Regions from separate parts of the Mus musculus genome. Here all the other regions are linked to region 5. Evidence: chromatin contacts called from public HiChIP or PLAC-seq and promoter capture Hi-C data. All regions are on one chromosome and are shown on one strand. Each heading gives the region's core, a stretch centred on a gene start, on an enhancer-like site or on the middle of the called end of the contact. The rest is flanking DNA. Distances are from core to core; before and after follow the strand shown. Region 1 holds the start of Nucb2 (nucleobindin 2). Region 2 overlaps Pik3c2a (phosphatidylinositol-4-phosphate 3-kinase catalytic subunit type 2 alpha). Region 3 holds the start of Lyrm1 (LYR motif containing 1). Region 4 has its middle 16 kb from the start of Gm39074. Region 5 holds the start of Arl6ip1 (ADP-ribosylation factor-like 6 interacting protein 1). Region 6 holds the start of Pik3c2a (phosphatidylinositol-4-phosphate 3-kinase catalytic subunit type 2 alpha).

Region 1 (3,062 bases), core at 26-2,525, 1.6 Mb after region 5:
TAGAACCATAACACAGCTTATGTGAGGGAAAACTCCTGATACAATTTCTAAGATAAAATAATCTGAGCATTACTCAAGTCCAGTTTCTTAACAAAACCAGCCAGGGAAGACCTTAAGAAGCAATTTAAATAGCCAAAGGCTCCCTGGTCCAAATGCCTGGTAGAATACTATCACCTCTTGACAATTCTTTGGGACAATCATCTCAACATTTTAAGCTTTCCTGTAGGGAAATCCCAAAATTAACTGTAACTCACTATAACAAATATTTTCATTTAAGCCCCGTATCCTCCTGCCTCAGGCTCCCCTAACAGCTGATATTGTGTGAGTCACCACTTTCCTGCCTTTTGTCAAAATCAGGATGATTGGGGAGGGGGATAAAATGTATATTATTTATCCACAGTTTCTTAAATAAGAAACTTAGATGATAGCACTCGGCATTCAATTGTGTAAAAGGTACATTAACCCGTGTAAAAGGTATAAATTATCAGAACAAGGGTTCCTGTTCATTTTCATTCTCTTCCCCTCCACCCCTTTCTGATTTTGCAAAATAACTGTCTGGTAAGACTGCTGTCTGTATCAACCACAATAACCACACCAGCCCACGGAGGTAACATTCAGCAGGTGCAACAAGAAAGTAACATCTTTCTCTTCCCCCTAAATCAAAATGTATCCTCTTTCACCTAATTTGTCACTTTGGGGCAAACGATACTACAGCTGGCAGGAACTTTCTCCTTAGTGGCAGATGCTGGTTTCACATACCCCGGGGAAGAGCTGTGTTCCTGGGCCTAGCTTTGCTCCACAACTGGAGGGGGGCGGGGGGGCGCGGAGCATCAGCCGGGAATCGATAGGTCCAGAGACCTCACCAGTGGGCGAGCCCCTCGCCCACGTACCCCGCCCCAGTCTGGGTCCAGCACCTACTCTGCCTGCTCGTGCTACCCACCCGGAAGAAAAGCTCAAGCGCTCTGTAGCTAGAAGAGTGGTGGAGTGGACCCGACGCCTCCGGCTTCAGCTGGGAGACCCTCCCCAACCTTGCCCGCCCAGAACTCGGCCCTCCATGCCCACAACCATGGGCAGGGCAAGAACAGACCTGCGCCCTCTCTTCTGTGACCCGTCCAGCCTCCTCGAGGCTGGGATCTACACCCTGCTCCGCGCCACTGACCTTCTCTGCAGGGTCCCGGCGCGCGAGGCTAAGCCGACTGATGCCCGCCGCGAGCACACCAGTTTTCCCTGCCCACGGCCCTCCGCCTTGCTCTGATCCACAGCCTAATGCGTGCCCGCCTCCTGGTTGCCATGGTGACTGCCTCCTCCCCCCACAGCCGCTAATTGGTCCAGCTCCGGATCGCGGAGGACTCCTATTGGTGAACTGGTCCAGGGACGCGCCTACGCGAAGGCGCTTCTGGAAGAACTAGCCAAGAGGGACGTGGCGCTCTCCGAAGCGTGAGGAAGCCGCGCCTCTTCCTTCCCTTGCTGTCTTAGACTAGCTCTTAGTGCATGGCTTAGTAGGGTGAAGTGATGCCCGGGGATCCCCCACAAAATCTTAGGGTTTGCCAGGTTCTTGGTCTCTGGCATGAGCCTGCAGCGCCCACAGTGGTGGAGAAAAAAGTGGTAGCCCTCTTGTGAGTCTTGGAGAGCCTCTTTCCTGCAGGGACTCAGACTGGTATTTAACGTACCCCCACCCTCCTTATCGTGGTCCCTGAGTCCCTGTGACTTAATAGCATTTACCTCTCAGATACAGATTTTTCTTCTCTCTGCCCCGTGGAGTCAAGACATCTTCAACACATTTAACATTAACAACATTTTAACCGTGGGGCATTTTGTACGTGCTTGGAGGGTAGAAAAGCTTTAGAGCCTTGGAGCTGGTTTTGAAGCGTGAGTGCCAGTTACTCGCACCTGACTGATTTTTAGGGTGTTTTGTTTTGTTTTGTTTTGTTTTGTTTTGTTTTTCAACCCAAAGAAAAAGGTCCTAGGTTGTGTACTGACTGGCTGGTCTCCTTGCTGCAACGAAAAATACTAAGAAAAGCAGTTAAAGAAGGAAGAGGGGTTTGGTTTGGTTTGGTTTGGTTTGGTTTGGTTTGGTTTGGTTTGGTTTGGTTTTGGGGTTTTGCTTGTTTGTTTTGCTCACAGTTTAAGGGTGTGCTTCAGTACAGCAGTAGAAGAAGCTTGAGGCAGCTGGCACAAGGTATCAGGAAGCAGAGAGAGACACACGAATGCTGGCACTTAGCACTCTCGCTCGCTCGCTCTCTGTCTCATTCTCTCTATCTCTAGTTGGTTGAATCTACAAACGAAGAACCCACAGATCCAGGGGAGGGTAGACTGCAATGGAAACCACTGTTAGCAAGACACAACGTGGGTTAATGGCTGTGTGCACCATTAGAGATCAGACTTCTCTCTTGCAACACTCAACTTTTCTAACCCATCCTAAAGAAGGTATCAGAGCACTATGCTTCCATTTCCTTGTGTATAAAATGGGGTCAGTAACAGCCACACACACACACACACACACACACACACACACACACACACACTTACAGTCTATAAAAAAGAGTCAGTCACATTGTACTAACTCGGCCATTCTTGGGATGGTGACTAAACCAAAACCTCAGCCTCTAGATTTTAACTCTTATCCACACCTCTCGTCCACTTACTTTGAATAATATCCCAAAGCTAAGCTCCTTTTGTGTTTTAGAATGTTGTCCATTTTTTGTTTTGTGGCTCTGCTTCCACTGAGGGATTGAGAGCAGAGACATATGTTTAAAAAAAAATGAACAAGTTGAATGTAATGACACTTGAAGAGGATAAAAGATTATGTTATAGGCACACTAAATTTCAACTTGAGAGATATTACCTACATCCTAAGAATCGTTAGTAATCCTGTAATATTTGAGTTGATATTCCACCCCAGCACTGTGGGAATTGCTAGACTCACTAGGCACGGTGGTCCCCACGCCTTCAGGATTAGCATATGGTAGATGGAAACAAAAGAATCGGGAATTCCAGGCCAGCCTGAGCTCTGTAAGAACCTGCCTTATGAAACAAAAACAAGATACTAGACTATTAACTTA
Region 2 (3,431 bases), core at 497-2,996, 1.7 Mb after region 5:
GCTAATGCTATATAGGCTAGGATGGCATGGTACTTGATCCTCCTCTCTCTGCTTCCCCAAGACTGGGATTAACAGACTCGCAATACCATGCCTGGCCTTGATCACATTTCTTAACTTATGAACTAGTCATACTAGATATTTATGAGATCCCTTTATTTAAAATAACATAATATATAATATTACATATGTATATAATATAAAGTTTCGAAAGTTGCCATTTAAAAGAGGATGCTAGCTTTTTTGTAGGGTGTGTGTGTGTGTGTGTGTGTATTGTTGTGGTGGTGGTGGTGGTAGTTGTGCTTGTGCTAGGGATTGAAGACAGTGCATTGTGCATGCTACTGAGCTGCATTCCTTAGGAGGTTTTGTATTTTGAATGTGTATTTTCAAACTAATGCATAGAATAGGATCTCTGGAAAGGTATGGTGTTCTTGTAAAGCAATGAAATAGTAGTATAACAAATTTTCAATCCTATTAAATATTTTAAGTTTTCCTTTGTGTATGTTAGGGTAATAAAACAGTGCGAGATTTGTGTTAAGACAAGTGTTTGCTGCTGAAAGTTATATTTTATAGAAAATGCCCAAATCAAGCAGATTCTACCTTTTTTCCATGTAAATTAAGAGACTAGTATAGTAACTTAGTTTTACATCTCAGTATCCATAAAAGTATAACAAGTTCAGATGGGGAAGAAAATTCAAATAGGAAAGTTTAATAATCTAATTATCTACAAGGAATCTATAGCTATTTCATAATAGTGATACAGGTTGCAAACATAATTATTAGAAGCATTCAATCTAAGTTTGATGTACAAAAAAGATTTTCATATCAAAGTTTCAAGCCTAGTTCCTAAAAAGTTTTAAATTTTAATTTACTATTTGTGTATATGTAAATGTGCATGAGTTTCTGCAGGAGTCCATTCTCCTTCTATATGAATCCCATGTATCTAACTCAGGTGGTTAGACTTGGCAGTAAGCACCGTTACCTTCTAAGTTATCTTACCTATCCCTTACTAATGTTTTTGAGATAGGGACTTGATATGTAGTTCAGGCTAGCCTCACTCTTTTTTTTTTCTTTTAAGATTTATATATTTTAGAAATGTGAGTACATATTCAGTGTCTTCAGACACACCAGAAGAGGGTATTGGATTCCATTACAAATGGTTTTGAGTCACCATGTGGTTGTGGTTGCTAGGAATTGAACTCCAGGACCTCTGGAAGAACAGTCAGTGCTCTTAACTGCTGAGCCATCTCTCCAGCCCCCAATCTTTTCTAGATACCAAGATCTCATAAAGTTTGTGAAATCTTATGCTGATTTTACTTGTACACTGTGAATTCAATCCCCAGAACCTGTGTAGAGATGGAAAGAGAGAACTGACCCCACAGTGTTGTCCTCTGACCTCCACACATGCACAGTGACATTCATGTGCACACGTGTGCACGCGCACGCACACACACACACACACACACACATACTGACATCATACATATGTATTATAATAAGAAAGTTTGGTTATGTAACCCAAAAGGTTAAAAAAAAAAAAAAGGTAAAGAGAGCACCAATTATGGGCAGGTTTTGGAAAACATTGGAGTGGGTCTTTCATGTGCTCACATACTGCTCAGTCTCAGCCTACTCACAAGTATTTCCCTGAAGCTTATGCTTTCTGTTGGGAAACAGCATTGCAAATACCTATTCTCTATAATTACTGCATGTACTTATGTGTTCATTTCCTGTTAGAAATTCTGTGTGTTAAAAACCCCACTCTAACGGATATTTTTCTCCTTACTCAGCAGGCCTACTTCCTGCTTCCTCTTAGTGTCTTTTGTTTGGTTAATAATAATCTAAATACTTAAGTGCAGTTTTTGTGTGAGATCAAAACCAGGAAAGGAACAGCTTTAAAAAGCTGTTTTGGTACTTTAAGCTTAAATCAGATGTGGTGGTCAATAACTGTTTTAGTTAATTTGAACAGATTTCAGATATTTTAGAGGAGAGATTAGATGGCATTCATAAAAGTGGTTTTGAAAGTTGGATATGATAGCACATAATTAAAATATTTGAGGCTAGAGAGATGGCTCCATGGTTAAGAGCATTTATTGTCCTTCAGAGGACCTGGTTTGGTTCCCAGCATCCATGTGGTAACTGACAGCTATCTGTAACAGAAATGTTTTGAATACTTGGTCATAGGCAGTGGCACTGTTAGGAATTGTGGTCTTGTTGGAGGAAGTGTGTCACTATAGAGGTGGGCTTTGAGGTCTCCATATGCTCAACCTATGCCCAGTGTGGCACAGTCTCCTGCTACCTGTAGATCAAGATATAAACTCTCAGCTCCTTCTCTAGCACCTTTGTTTGCCTGTTCACCACCGTGTTTCCCATCATGATTATAATAGACTAAACCTCTGAAACTGTAAGCTAGCCTCAGTTAAATGTTTTCCTTTATAAGAGTTGCTGTGGTCATGGTGTCTCTTCACAGCAATAAAACTTTTAACTAAGACATTCCAGTTCCAGGGCATTTGATTCCCTCTTCTGGCCTCCTCAGGCACCAGGCATTAATAAGTATGCAGGTAGAAAATACATGTACTTAAAATAAAAATGATAATAGTTAAAATAAATACAAATCCCAGTACTTGGAACACTAAGAAGATCAAGGCAGTGTCTGAGGCCAGCCTAGATTATATAGTGAATTTGGGGTTAGCCTGTACTGTAGTATAGCAACATTCTATTTTAGAAACAACAATGTGGTTTTATAAGTGTGTCACTTGATGTTTCTAAAAGTTTATTAGCAGCCTAACTTTATATATTATTGGCAGAATGTCCAACATCAATTTCATTTTATTTCTTTGAGGCAAGGTCTCATGTACCCTTGAACTCATCGTACAGCTGCTAGACCTTAACTCCTGACTTCCTCCCTCTACCTCCCAAATGCCGGGATTATAAGCATGCTATTTTCAGCCATTTCTTACCTTACCCCTCCTTTTCCCTCATTAATTTTAAAGAAGAAAGATTCAAAATATTCTTATTGTATAGGAAGCAATGCATTTAGTTCTGAAAAGTAATATATTTAGAATGCATTTGCTATAGGTTTTTTTTTTCAGAATTGCTTTTATCCCATTTAATTTCTGAGTAATGTATGAGGAACTTTAAAACTTGTATTGGCATGTAGTTTTCCCATACAGTATATAAATATATTTTTTTCCAAGACAAGGTTTCACTCTGTAGCCAATGCTGGGTGGTTTCCTAATTATATACCCTGGGCTGACTTGTAGAATCCTCCTGCTGTAGTCTCAGTAGTCTTATATCCAATGCTAAGATTATAGGTGTGGGCCACTAGGTATGGCTTCCCTTTTAATATTCTTTTGTTGTTTTGAGTCAGGGTTTCTCTATGTAATCCTGACTGGCCAGGAACTTTTTGTATAGACCATGATTGCCTTGAACTCACA
Region 3 (3,445 bases), core at 265-2,764, 1.8 Mb before region 5:
GGATACTATTGTTTAACGATATTAAGGGGGACTCCTTATTTTTGAGGTGTTCTTATTGAGCTTCCTACTGGCTTGTACCCTTCTTGGTGGTCTCTAAATGTGAGATCTAAAGAATTTGGGGCTCTTTCTCATCTACTACCTATTCCAGGGTCTAGGAATAAACCCCACATTTATTATCTCCAACCATGACTTGTCTTCCAGCTTGTCCGTCTCATTTCTGGACATCTTCATGGGCTGTAAAATGACTCTGGACATACGTTCCAGAGAGCATAGGAGATTCCTTCCCAAACTGTTTTCTCTAGAGAAACATCTTTGGTTTCACATTCTCCCATACATTTCGTATCCAGTTCAGCATTCAGTCTGGAATGCTCAAGCTCCCAAATACATTATGAATCAATTCTCTTAATTTCCATGTTTCCACCACTGTCATCTCTCATGGCCTTAGCAACAGCCCTTTAACTACCTTCTTTTATCCAGCAGCAATTTTTTTAAATGTAAATTAAGGTTTGGTCATTCATTACACTTCAGGGAAGTAATACAAAGGCCAAAACCTTGCTATTTCTGCAACTCCAAGACTTCTTTCTCGTCTGCCTTTTGTTTAAAATGTTACCCACAAGGCAGTTCCTTCTCCCATTCTCTTTTCCTCTTAAACCTGGAAGAGGCCTTCTCACCACACCATTCAGCTTCTGGGGCAGCTGCTATTCTCTGCATTCATTTACTTATTAATGAAAAGTTCAGAAACAAGACTTCCTTCATTTTGTCATTTGCTCATCTTAGTAATGAAACTAGCCTTCATCATCACCTGAAGTCTGATTCCTACATCCGGGATCGTTTGGGTGGCCTTTCTCAAGGCCAGCACCTCTCCAGCCTCCTACAACTGCCCCGTCGCCTTCCATTTATAATCGAAAAGTCTGAAGGGTCCCAGGCAGGATCTCTCCCACGTGCCAGTTCCCTTAGGCAGGTCTCCCGAGGCCAGCAGCGATGACACCAGTCGCCCTCGCGAGGCTGGGGTCATACAGGCGCGTCTCCTAGCAACCCCACACCGGCATCTCATCCCTGGCCCTGGGAAGCCAACCCCTTTCCCCAGTCCCCCGCGACTGGAGCCGGCGTCTCCATCCTTACACTCACTCAGCGTCACTCCTGCTTTTCCCCACCCACAGGAGCCGGCTGGGAAGAGGCGGTGCCAGGAGCTCTGCCGAGCCTTGGCCACACCGGGCTGTATCCAGCAGGTCCAGTAGGCCAGGCCGGGCCAAACCACCGGGCGGACCGCTGTGTTAGCATGAGGCCCAGGTTAGAGGTCGTCTCAAACCTCCTGAAACTTCCAGATTTAGCCGACTCCCCGCCGCACTCAACAACTGAGCTAACCTCCCTCTCCTCCAGCCTTCCCTTTCACCCTTTCGTTATCCCCTTGCCCCATTTCTAGTCAGAAAATGGCCTGGCCCAGCTCCTAGCCCACCCTCCGCCGCTCCCCGCCTTGCCCTTACTTGGAGACGGCTTCGGACGTCCTCGCGTACGTCGTGACGTCACCCTCCTCGTTCCTGTCCCCGCCCCTCTCCCATTCTCTCCCTCCTCGAGCCAGCGGCCGGCGGGGTTACCGGAAGTGATGATGCAGGAGGCAATGGAGGGGGCGGGGCTTCGGGGCGGCCGCCGCCGGTGGGCTGCAGATGAGGAGGAGGCGGCGGCCGCGGTGGCAGAAAAGGCGGCGGCGGCGGGGGTAGGGAGCCTGGAAACGCAAGCGGGGATGGTAGGTAGTTTGGACCCGCCGGGCCGCCGTCGTTTCCAGAAAGGGTTTGACTGGAGGAACCTCTGGAGCAGCTGTGAGTTTGGAGGGGGGGAGTTGAGGAAAAGGGGGGAGCGTTGAGAGATGAAGGGGCGGGGGTTCGGTTCCTTCGAGAAAGGGGGTGGTGGTGGAAAGGGAGGAGTGCATATCAGCGCCTTGTCTGGACTGGTCCCTCTGGAAGAAGAGGCTGTGAGGGGAGCCTGTGGCTTGTCAAGCGCAAGGCTCCGAAAACTTACCTACTGTCCCTGCCTGTCCATCGCCAGCACCCCTCAATCCCGGGCCTGGGGACCTGGGGCTGTAGATCCCCGGGGAGGGTCTGCAGACTCTGAGCTGAAAGTCCAGGGTAAGAGCCGTGAGGTAGGAGCCCAAGGGGGAGGTGGTGGGTGAATCTGCAGCTCCCTCCCTGATTTTTCTCCCCACCCCCATCCTTTTCTGTAATCGTTAACAGCTCTGGAATTAAGGGGCTCAGACCTGAAGGCCTTTCAGTGCACCTTTGCTATAAACGATAACCATCTGTGCCTGAGGTAATGGGGCTGGAGGGTTTGCCTATATCCTGTTTAGGAAGTGGGACGGGATGACAAATGTATTGTTTTTTCCATCCCCATCTCTTATCTCCCCTCATACACACCTCTGTTTCATACTTTAATTCTCTGTGGTTAAGTGGCAGTCGTGGACACCCTCTCCCCTTTGTGGCACTTAGTACCTCAGCTACCTCTTTTGAATTTGGTGTTCAGCCTCTATCCCAGCTCCTAACTGCAAGCTTTGTAGTACTTCAGTTATGGTCTGTGTCACATTGGGGAGTACCTCACAACGCCGCCTGGCTCCCGATTATAATGAACATTTTCTTTTATGAATACTAGAATTCCAGAGCTCTTCCAAGGCATCATAAGTGGCTTCATAGCCCAGGAATCAAGGTCTCTCGCTCTAAATACTTTATATGTGAGGAATTTACATGTTGTCAACTCTTTCCAAAAATGATTTGATGTTAGGCTAATTCTGGATTTCTGTGTTTCTCTCCACCCACACTTCATGATGCACTTCAGAGAACAGAAAACCCTATATTACTGTTTTTGTTTCTACAGTTGGACAATAGCTCTTTTATGCCTGTCTCGATTTGTATGTCTTACAATCAGCTTGATTTTTTTATCTTATTTAGCCGATGCCTTGTGTATAGGTGGTCGTAGAAGAGACAGTGTGATATGTGCTTATGCTTTTAGCAAAACACAGTGCATAATGGGTATAGAAATGTCTGAAAAAAAAGAAAGACTGATTGGAAAGAACTCTCTCATATTGTTTAAAAAACAAACAAACAAACAAACACCCCATCATGAGTAAGTAGTGCCTCTTCTAGGCTGTCAGAGATTCCAGAGTGAAGTGTTAATGAATCTTGTTTTGGTGTTGATACATTTTAAAAGAAGAAATTCTCTGTTAATTATGGAACTGTCTTTTAAGAAACTTTATGCGTTAAGAAAGAGTGCGAGATTTTAGGGGTCCTTTGACTAGAAAGTGCAAACGTGTTGCTCTTTAACTGAATTTGTTGTGCAGTATCACTAGGCTTATCATAGCAGATGTTCTGATGGTGGGAAGAGAGTCCCATCGCATTTATCAGGGCCCGATAAAACAGAAGACTTGACGCCTTGATTGTACAAGTAATGATGTTTATTA
Region 4 (3,069 bases), core at 424-2,923, 1.4 Mb after region 5:
CAGTCTGTGTACCTCTAATCACAAGGCTCGAAGCCAATACAGAGAGAGGGTTAAAAGAAAACAGATGCTGCCTTACCCCTTGCTTCCTCCTCCAGGACACGGGAGTAGGCAGAGGAGAGGGAGCACTGTCTCCAACCAAAGCCCCTCTACCCAGCTCATGCAACCAGCATAGCCCTGCTGTCCTGAATCATTCACGTTCAGGCTCCCTCCAGCAGTGTGTGCTGCACAATCAAACCAGAAAATGTAACCGAAAGACAAAGCCAGGGAAATGTATACGAGGGAAAAGAAAGCGCAAGGGGAGAGAGATACAGCCCTGAAGGGCACTGGGCTCTGCCCAAGTTTTAGGCATCTGGACTCCAACCAGGTGCTAAGCTTTCTGGAGATCCAAGCAAAGAAAACACTCAGAAGAATGGGGCTAGAGAGAGAGTTCAGTGGCTAAGTGGGTGTGTTTTGTTACTCTTGCAGAGAACCGGATTTCCCAGCACCCTGTTCACAAAAGCCTGTAACTCCAGATCCAGGGGGGAATCTAATGCCCTCTTCTGGTCTCCATGGGAACTGCACCCGGGTTCACATTAACCACACACACACACACACACACACACACACACACACACACACATAAATAAAAATAAAATCTATTTTTTTAATAAAGAGAAATCACAAGTAGGCTTGGAGAGACTCAGAATTGTTGATCAAATCTCAACAAAGCAGGAAGAAGATGCCCACACTTAGAACGATTTTGAGGGGGAAATGGGAATTTAAAATGGCAGGTCTCACCCATCTACTTCTCTAAAAGTGGAGCCAGCTATGCCCAATATCCATCCAGTTAGCTACCAATACCCTTCCAAGCTGGCACGCCCTTGTCTGGCTGCCGTCTACCTTCCTCCTGGGATACTGACCTAAGACGCCTCAGTTTCCCTCAAAGACTCCTGTACTCTGCTTAATGTTTTTCTTTTCTTATTCCTTACCTACACCATTTTTACTTTCTTTTACTGGGAGTTAACATCAAGTAAACATTAAGGATTTTTTAAAATCTAGACCATACATCATCTCCCCAAGGAGGCGACTGAGTAACTGCCGCCTCCACAGAGAAAGGCACCTCCAACTTCCTGTCCCTCCCCACATTGTGGGCCCAGCTGCTGCGCTCATCTGTGCCCATTAACCCCACCCACTCTAGGCAGAAGGTGCTTAAAATCCCGCTGGAACCCCCGAACCGAGTCCAGTGATGCAGCCATTCCTCTCCAGCTCCACAAAATAAGGGGTCAGACTCCAAATGACAGGCTCTTCCCACCTCTGCTGATAAAGGTCTCTCTTCCCTGGTCAGGGGAGGGTCTGCTGACATCTACAAAGTCTTGCCAACTTTGATTACAGGGTCAGAAGACAGCGCCATTTACCTCATTTTCTACTTGGGATGTCTGCCCACTCTCTCACACAGGCTTCAGCTTGTCAGTCTAGCATGGCTACATATAAACTGCAGGCTTAGAGACGAAAGACTGGCTTTGCAAACGGAAACAAAATCAGAACAATGATTCCAACACAGGCTTCTTCCTTTCCTGAAATAGTTGCAGAAACTCCACAGCTTGTCTTAGACAGAGCCTTAGGGCTGAAGCCCCTAGTGTGGCCTGGAAGCTGAGCCTTGAGCGCCATCTAGGAGCAGAGGGCGGCACTGCAGGCTCTCTCAGACCAGCCGAAGTTTCCTCTCTAGCTGGCCATCTGTGAAGGACTCCGTTGAGGCCAGAGACTGCCAGGGACTCATGGGATTTGTGTTCAGACCAAGTCACTTCCGTAGCTGGGTAGTGCTGGGCATTTTTTTTCTTTATTTGCAAAGCAAAGATTACCATGCCAACCTCACTCGGTGAACAGAGGATTAAATAAGAAAAACTGTATAAGCTGGCATAGAACATGAAGCAAACAAAAAACACTATTCTCTTGACTCTTGGCTTTGCATCTGTTGCTGTGACAAAAGGTATTCTAGCAAAAAGCAACTTAGCTGGAAGGGAGGGCTTATTTGGCTCACAATTCCAGTCTATAGTCCATCGTTAAGGGAAAGTCGGGGCAGGAACGCATGCAAAGCCAAGAGCGGAAGGGAACGAATCCGCCCACGCTGCCTACCTACTCACGCTCAGCCGTTCTGCTCTCATGTTCTGCTCTCATGCCGTTAAAAGCCCGGCCGGTGAAATGGTGCGTCCCACATTCCAGCTAGGTCTTCCCACCTCAACTAACAATCAAGAGAATCCCTCACAGACCTGCTGGCAGGTCAATCCCCCAATGAAACTCTCTCCCCCGGGTGAGTCTGTACAGCATCGAGTCAATAATTAAAGCTACCCATCACACCTCCCTAGGCCATAAACGGACTGAGTCCTCAGTCAGACAAGTCGCTTAGGGGAGGAAAAGCGCCTGCCATTTGGGATCAGACCCTCACGAGGGACTGGAAGGGCAGAAATAACAAAAAGCAATATCTACAACATGTGGCCTACAGTGGGGGTGCAACTGGTGAGAAAAAGGATGGGGGGGCAGTTAACCCACCGTTCCTTGCATGAGCCCCCGAGGTTGAGCAAGTAGGAAGATAGTAATAGCAAGATAAAGATAAATAGGACTGTGTCACAGTGAATGAACCCAATGTAAATAACAATACAGGTAATGTACTGGACACAAAGTCAGTAGCTATTGAGGCTAGCTCTACTTCCTTTATCCCTATGCAAACAAAGGATTGCTCTTTGGACTTACAGACAAACTATGAAGACAAAAAAGGAATGGTCTAGGGCACAAGAGATGGATCAGCAGGTAAGGTGCTTGCTGCTAAGACTAACATATCTGAGATCAATCCCTGGGACCCACAGGATGGAAGCAGAGAACTGGACACAATAAGCTATCCTCCAACTTTCACACGTGTGGTGGCACATGCTCAATGTAAGTGAAAATAGATAGATGTGCAATATTTAGGTGGGAGAAGATCTGCTCTGGCTTACATACTTGTGACCCCATCTTTTTTTTTCTCCTAACAGAGGTCTTCCTCACTTCTGACACTAAAATGGAACATCTCATTGCCTGAGGCTTTCATGCCTTTTT
Region 5 (3,077 bases), core at 4-2,503:
ACATTTCAAAAGGTCACTTTGTGGTAGAAAAAGAGGTGTTTGTAACCTCTGAGCCATTTGGAAGGTTAGTGAGAGCTGGATTGGGACCTGGGACTGGCCTAAACTTAAATTTTACTTTGGGAACACCGACTAAACTAAGCTTTCTGGGGCAGTAGCCAAGTTGCCAAGGAAAAACTTATTACTCTGCCCTCTCTTAGCAAAGTGACTGCTCCTGGTACCACCAAGATGGGCACCTCATTGCTTGGTAGCAGCTGTTTGGGTCCTTTTGTTCTCAATACTGAGGAGAAGGAGGGAATTCCAGGCTTTACAATTTTTGACATGATTTCTGTATCAACCGAAGTCATAATATCCCCCCCCCGCCCCGCCCACACACAATGAGCGTCCTTCCTGGTCAAAACTGTTGTCTGTACCTTCTAGTACTTTCCACAAGTTCTATGACAAATTGTATGCCCCTTTGACAGAGCCACCATAGGCCAGGAAGGGACCAGGCATATTTAGGAGCACTATGTGATCTCTCACATTTCTCTTTAACCTCCAAGGCCTTTAAAGAACCTGGGAATTAAGGAACGAAGTGTTTTTAAAAATAATTTAAAATTAGTTGAAGGTCGTATTTAGCCTGGCTTCCCCATACATCCATTAATCTATCAGTCTGAAGCCCTCCAACATCCGAATTGCTCCTCTACTCATCCATCCCTCCGAATGAAGCGCTCCCCTAGCTACCTGAAGTACTCATAGATTATCAAGTGAAGCACCCCGCAAATGATTCCCCCAAAAACTGGCTGCAAATGAAGCCCTTTAAGAGTTTGTGCATCTTCCATGTTCTCCAAAGGCCAGAGCTGGGGAGAAGGCACAGACAGCGCTCACTTGGGGCAGCCAATACTTCAGTCAGCAGGTGCCACAGCAACCTAAAGCGTCCTTGCCCTTCCAGCCTCCGCATAGGATGCCATTGCGCATCCCCTGCGCAGCTGAGCGGACAGGCGCCTGAGCGGTTTTGATTTCCAGCAGAAGAGCTAGGGACTAGAGAGGCCCCAGGATTTAGGAAGATCTGGGTGAGAGACTAGGTACGGCGGTTGAACCGCTTCCTTCCGCTCCGCCTCTCGAGGGCCACACCCCTGCACTCTGATTGGTCAGAGTCTTTCAGTTTCGCTCTCCTTTGACCTGGATTTCAAGTCATGCGCTAGCTGCCGGTTGGCCCGACTTCCCAGAAGCCGGAGTGCGGTCTACCCAATGAGGAGCGAGTTTCGCGAGGGCTGTCGGGAAAGGCAGCTAGCCTATATAAGCAGACTGCGGGGCGTTCCCCCGCGCTCGGGTTGCCTTGCTGGTGTTGGGGGGATAGTGTGTGTTCGCTCGTTGATAACCGCGAGTCTGGAACGATGGCGGAGGGGGATAACCGCAGCAGCAACCTGCTGGTGAGTTGCGGTGGTCAGTCTGTCCCCGGAGTTTCCGGATGGGCCTCCTGGCCTCGGTGGACTACCAGGGACAGCCAGGCCTTATCTCCACGGTGGAGGTCGCTGCTGGCGATCCCCAACGTCCCCCGGAATCCTGCACCATAAGGCTTGGGCCGTGCGTGAGGAAGTGTGAGAAGGGGGCTGTGGCAAGAAGGAACCTGGGTAACAGGTTGGGGCACTCGGCCGCCAGGGGCCTTGTCTAGCGCTCCGGCTCAGGCCGGAGACCTACCTGTTTTGCCCTTTGATCTTAATCTCATGTTCCGTAGATTATTTTTAATCATGATTCTTTTTCTCCTAAAACTTGGCGCAAGGGTGGAGGGTCAAAGGGCTGCTACAGAGAATTAGTTTATCGCTGACACAGAATTTGTTGGAGCTGGCTGGTTGGAGTTCACCGCAGGAAGCTGAAAACGGGTTCTGCGGAAAGGACAGTGGGGGATCCTGGCACTTGTCTGGGAACTGGCGAGGGACTCACGGGACTGGATGCAACTTTAAAAATGATTTAGCACGGATTTGACGGAGCTACACGAGATGATGGTATTAGAAGAGGGCGCGTTTGCTTCATTACAGGTCTTTGTTTTTGGTTAGGTCTTTGTTTTTGGTTTTTAAGGCTAGGTTTTCGTGTAGCTTGACGAGGCTAGCCTTGTATTTGTCATCCTCCTGTGCTGGGATTACAGTTGCGCATCACCAGGCCCTGCTAGTTTCAAATTTTTAACTGCATCACCCACCTAGGCAAGAACGAAAGATCTTTTTTTTTTTTTTTCTGTATTGTCATTCCCCAGAAAAGGCAGGCCATATCAGAAATGAAAAAAGCAATCAGCTTTTAATGCCTGCCTTTTTAACTGCTAAGTGCCGACAAGATTCTTCGGGACAGTTTTGATTAGTGCAAGATTTTCAGTTTGTATTTGTGTTTAGAGGTGCATTCCCTGTATCCTTAAATTCCCTACACACACACACACACACACACACACACACACAGTACCATACAATAGAGATGCTTACCCTGTACCCTTAAACTCCTCCTACACAATACCAGCAAACAATTCAATAAGAGGATTAATTGCTGTACAAGGAAACTATCATGGGAGAGGGCCTGATCACTACTATTTCCATCATTTTAAGGAGAGCAAGTCCATTAGTCTTGGATTTCCTGGATTTAAATATATTAACCCCTTTATGTCTCAGTCGCCTTATCTTAAAGTAGAGGTTGTGAGAATACCTTTTCCAGTTTTTTTGGAGCGTCAATTGAAGTATAACATGTAAAATGTTTAGGATTTCTAGTATGGGGAGATGTCAAAAGTACTTAGTCACATATCTCATCTTTATTAAAATTAGCCTGAACTGTTCTATATTTGCATATTCCTTTGTGAAGAGTTGATAGTGTCAGTTGGGCATTGTGTGTATGTAGTTCCTGGATGTTGAATCCAGAGTTCTGCACAAACAGGTTCTAAATACCTTCCGTTACCAAAGTCCCTGATAGGTTCAGGTCACAGTAGCCCATGGTAAAGGTGTGCTTTTGGCTAGTTGTCACATATGCAGAAAAATTTTGAGATTTAATTGAAATTCTATCATTAATGATGAGGAGCCATTAAGTGCTGAGCTCACATAGTTTGGTTGAAAGAGTTTTCTTTA
Region 6 (3,366 bases), core at 604-3,103, 1.7 Mb after region 5:
AAGCCAGTAGGAGAAAGTAGCTGTTAGCTAGTGTCTAATCGGTCTCAAAGGACAGCAAGCATGGTTTGCACTTTCTTTACAAGTCTGTTCACATTGTTTAACAACCATCGGCAGGCACCACTGCCAGGCAGAGGAGGGGCTGAGAGGGGGCTCCTAGCCCAGCTTCTTGACACCTAACAATTTGCAATTGGAAGCTACCTAAGTCTTCAGCTTCTCAGTCTACTGCACTTCCTACCTGTGGGGCCATACAAAAGCCACAATAAATGAGAAAGCCAGAATTTCAACAAGGATTTGTTTGAGTCAAACCAGGGAGGGCATAAGCTACCAGGGACCAAAAGAAGATAGTTCCCTTTCTCGATCAGAGAGATGAGAGAGAGAGAGAGAGAGAGAGAGAGAGAGAGAGAGAGAGAGAGAGAGAGAGAACACCAAGTTATCTTCCCATAAGACTCAGTGTTTTCTTTTCTTTCCTAAAGGCACACTCTGTTTTCCAGCAGAAGGTAGGAAGCCAGTCCTGAGAGAATTCCTTTTCCTCACCCTTTTAAATCTTGAGGAAGAGCTGCCAAGTGTATAAATTCCTCCTTTGATGAGAAGATAAAGCAGAACAATGCTGTAGAGCTGAGCAGATTCCTAAGGGACATTCTTCTGGGGTGTGTAAGCTTGCGTGGAGGTGGGGCTAGTAGACAGCTAGGGGCTGGGAGGGAGGGTGGTACAGCCAGAAGTTGCTCCTAGACTTCTCCCTAGAATAGCCTTTCCTTTTGCTTTCAGCTAGTGCTGGAGACTAAACCTACTTAGGTGCACTACCACTGAGCTAGGTTTGTTTGTTTGTTTTTGGAGACAGGTCCTGAACTGCTGAGCTTTAGAGTAATCTCCTGTCTTAGCTTCAGCTTGGACTACAGGAAGATGCCACATTCTCATATTCCCTTCCCTGCCCTCCTTCCCTGCCCCCTTCTCCCGCTTCCCCTTAAAGCAGAACTTCATCCAGCCTCTAGAAGTGCAAGCGTGTTTATTTAAACCAAAAGGATCAGAGGTCTCTCCTCCCTTACTAAAGGAAAGGGGGAAATGCTGGGAATACACTTCGAAATCCCAAAACCCAAGCAGACTCTGCCAGTTTACGTTGCCATTCCTCTCCTCCGACAGTTACCGACAGTCGTCTTTTGCAATCTGTAAAACGGGAATAATTCTCCCATCTGCTTCACAGTTTTGAATCAGACAACAGAGCGCTAAACTCTTTACAAGCCCAATTGCAGTCCGCGCTCACGAGAAAGGTATGATTACTATGGGGCCTGGGTGTGATGTCTGGCCGAGCGCTGTTATTACCGGGCTAACCTTGCCCACCTGGCCGCGGCGGGGCTGTCAGCAAACACCAAGGCGAGAACGCCGCACGCACGCATCCAGCCCTTTCCAGGGCCCACACGACGAGCTAATGCAAACTTCGAAGCACCTGAACGTCCGCGAGAGCTCGCCGACCGCTGGAGGGAATGAAAGATTTCGTCTTGACTGTTCTTTTCTGTCTTCCAAACCAAGCTAATCTCTGGGCGGCCTGGGGCCAAAACCTCAAACCAGGCAACCGCAAGCCAGAGATCAGAGGCGCGCGGTGCTGGGACAGGGCCCGGGAACAAAGGGCGCTTCGGAGCTCGAGGCCGGCCAGGAGGAGTCCCGGGGTAGCCTCCCCGAGAGGCCCCCGGCCGGCCGCGCCTAAGACACCCATTCCCCGGGGCAACCACACTCCATCCCGCAACCTCCCCGCTGCTGCCTTTCAGGCTCCGCCTGCGCCCCGCCCGCCATCTCAGGTAGGCCATCCGCGTCGGCCAATCGCAAGGCGCTCAAGTACGGGGGCGGTGCTTGCACCATCGGAAGTGACGTGCAGAGCTCGGCTGGCCGCGGAGTCAGTCGAAGCTCTCCTCAGCGGCCGGCTGAGCCAGCTGAGGCGGGAGAAAAACATGGCTCGGACCTTGGAGGGCGCGAAGGCTCGGGTTGCGGTGAAGACCAAGACTCCCGCAGCGTGAGGTGAGGGGCTGCCGGTGCGTGCGGAGCGGGACCTGGCTCTGCGCAGCCGCCGAGGGACTCAGAGGGGAGGGACCCGGCCGCCGTGCCCCTTGGTCACTCCATCCTCTCTGACTCCTTCCTCGGGGCCCCGTCCCCCACCCGACGGTCGCCAGCGCCCCGCGCCAGGCCCCTTTGTCGCGGGCCGCCGGACGCTGCTGTCCCTCGGGGGGCGGGGGAGGGGAAGCCACCCCACGGTCCCCCGGGACAGCGAGGGAGCCGCGGTGGCGGTCCCAGGCTCCTGTCCCGACTGTTCTGGAGAGTGGCTGTTGAACTTCTGCTATGGCCTCTTCCTTCTCCTCTCCCAGCTCGGTTTTTAGAGCCTCGGGTGGTTCTTTTTCTTCTGAGACCCTTCACCTCGTTACCTTAAAACAAAAATCCAGAAACTGCTTGCTTTGGGAACGCAATGATATTTGTGTATATTTAGTGCATCATCTTTCTGCTAGGGCATTAAAGTAAGAATATTTAACTCTTCCTGCGTGACTGAGGAACAAGGAATAATTGAAGAGGAGGGGAGTGTATACGGTAGTTCTTTCACCGTGTTGTCCTGATAGAAGGTGAAGTCCTAATTAGTATATTTTTATTTTAGCCAGTGGGTGTTTGAATTCAGTGACACGAAGGAAGCATCCCTGTTTGAACAAGATTACTTCTTAAAAAGTATCCCTAAATCTTTCCAGGTAGGTGTCAGGAAGAATACTGCCTTCGGGGCGGGGGGCGGGGGGGGGGGGAGATCACTGAATGTGGTACATCTCAAGCCAAGGACAGAAAATAAAAGGCTATTCTTAGGGGGTTGGTGAAGTAGTGTTCGGGAAGAGAGGCTGCGCAGAGGTCCTGGAACACTGGTTCCAGGGAAGACTTTGTACTCTTGCCTCCCTGATGGTTCTTTCTCCACGAGAAACTGTTAAGTAGCTCTGCTGTAATTGGAGTTGGTTATTCAAGGTTACAGACCACGCTGAAGTGCCTTGGTTGAAATTTTCAAGTTTTTGAAACTGCCTGCAAGTTTGGCATTCAGTGTTTTGAATACTGAAAAGCATTGTAACTGAGAGAGAGATATTTGTTAACTCAAACTTAGTTTCAAAGTGATTTTTAACATAGATACATAATAAATACAGCACCTCCACAGATTCCCATGGGTGCTGGCGGAATTCATATTGAAAGCAGTTTGTCTTGTAAAAACCTCCGTTGTCTTGGGCATGGTGGTGCACCCTATAATTGCAATGCTTGTCTGCACTGCAGAGCTCTGGTAGGAGAGTCACATTTAAGGTCCGCCTAGTCTACCTAGTGAGACACTGTCTCTAAAAATGATAATAATAATAAAGGAAG

The links. Promoter capture Hi-C pulls out the DNA fragments that hold promoters and counts their contacts. HiChIP or PLAC-seq counts read pairs in DNA pulled down with a chosen protein or histone mark.
Region 1: a promoter capture Hi-C map of pre-B cells shows a contact between it and region 5, with 13 times the contacts expected there. The contact joins the promoter of Nucb2 here to the promoter of Arl6ip1 in region 5. A contact is called at or near these places in 9 of 39 promoter capture datasets (the C10 cell line, cranial neural crest, frontonasal cranial neural crest and 6 more), 1 of 484 Hi-C or Micro-C datasets (pre-B cells), 5 of 115 datasets of contacts at active chromatin or transcription factors (epiblast stem cells, forebrain, large pre-B cells and 2 more) and 1 of 9 other capture datasets (liver).
Region 2: a promoter capture Hi-C map of liver shows a contact between it and region 5, with 5 times the contacts expected there. The contact joins the enhancer-like site here to the promoter of Arl6ip1 in region 5. A contact is called at or near these places in 9 of 39 promoter capture datasets (the 3T3-L1 cell line, the C10 cell line, cranial neural crest and 5 more), 7 of 115 datasets of contacts at active chromatin or transcription factors (the 230-238 cell line, astrocytes, bone marrow-derived macrophages and 4 more) and 1 of 9 other capture datasets (adipose tissue).
Region 3: a contact with region 5 is called in a promoter capture Hi-C map of pre-B cells, with 3 times the contacts expected there. The contact joins the promoter of Lyrm1 here to the promoter of Arl6ip1 in region 5. A contact is called at or near these places in 2 of 39 promoter capture datasets (liver and pre-B cells).
Region 4: a contact with region 5 is called in an H3K4me3 HiChIP or PLAC-seq map of embryonic midbrain, with 11 times the contacts expected there. The contact joins the enhancer-like site here to the promoter of Arl6ip1 in region 5. A contact is called at or near these places in 5 of 39 promoter capture datasets (cranial neural crest, frontonasal cranial neural crest, hippocampal neurons and 2 more) and 6 of 115 datasets of contacts at active chromatin or transcription factors (the 230-238 cell line, embryonic forebrain, embryonic hindbrain and 3 more).
Region 6: a contact with region 5 is called in a promoter capture Hi-C map of hippocampal neurons, with 6 times the contacts expected there. The contact joins the promoter of Pik3c2a here to the promoter of Arl6ip1 in region 5. A contact is called at or near these places in 9 of 39 promoter capture datasets (the 3T3-L1 cell line, 3T3-L1-derived adipocytes, the C10 cell line and 6 more), 3 of 484 Hi-C or Micro-C datasets (B cells, CD4 T cells and uterus), 3 of 115 datasets of contacts at active chromatin or transcription factors (astrocytes, embryonic limb bud and epiblast stem cells) and 1 of 9 other capture datasets (liver).

The regions. Positions count from the first base shown.
Region 1 is chr7:116,502,582-116,505,643 of GRCm38.p6, reverse strand. It overlaps Nucb2 (nucleobindin 2), which reads right to left and starts at 1,275. Exons shown (of 14, transcript NM_001130479.2): 1 at 1,160-1,275.
Region 2 is chr7:116,407,941-116,411,371 of GRCm38.p6, reverse strand. All of the region lies in intron 2 of Pik3c2a (phosphatidylinositol-4-phosphate 3-kinase catalytic subunit type 2 alpha), which reads left to right. Among named protein-coding and RNA genes, the nearest start is that of Gm40453, 25 kb to the left of the region's middle. Within about 2 kb of position 1,746, at least 71 of the 459 cell types and tissues checked have an H3K27ac peak or open chromatin away from gene starts, as enhancers often do. A contact at or near this core is called in adipose tissue, bone marrow-derived macrophages, liver and 1 more, where this site is marked.
Region 3 is chr7:119,893,930-119,897,374 of GRCm38.p6, reverse strand. Lyrm1 (LYR motif containing 1) reads right to left here and starts at 1,514. Exons shown (of 4, transcript NM_001285959.1): 1 at 1,485-1,514. It overlaps Dcun1d3 (DCN1, defective in cullin neddylation 1, domain containing 3 (S. cerevisiae)), which reads left to right and starts at 1,630. Exons shown (of 3, transcript NM_001163703.1): 1 at 1,630-1,817.
Region 4 is chr7:116,700,220-116,703,288 of GRCm38.p6, reverse strand. No RefSeq gene overlaps it. Among named protein-coding and RNA genes, the nearest start is that of Gm39074, 16 kb to the left of the region's middle. Within about 2 kb of position 1,673, at least 26 of the 459 cell types and tissues checked have an H3K27ac peak or open chromatin away from gene starts, as enhancers often do. A contact at or near this core is called in the 230-238 cell line, where this site is marked.
Region 5 is chr7:118,127,801-118,130,877 of GRCm38.p6, reverse strand. It overlaps Arl6ip1 (ADP-ribosylation factor-like 6 interacting protein 1), which reads left to right and starts at 1,253. Exons shown (of 6, transcript NM_019419.2): 1 at 1,253-1,409. The coding sequence starts at 1,374.
Region 6 is chr7:116,441,945-116,445,310 of GRCm38.p6, reverse strand. Pik3c2a (phosphatidylinositol-4-phosphate 3-kinase catalytic subunit type 2 alpha) reads left to right here and starts at 1,853. Exons shown (of 33, transcript NM_011083.2): 1 at 1,853-2,007.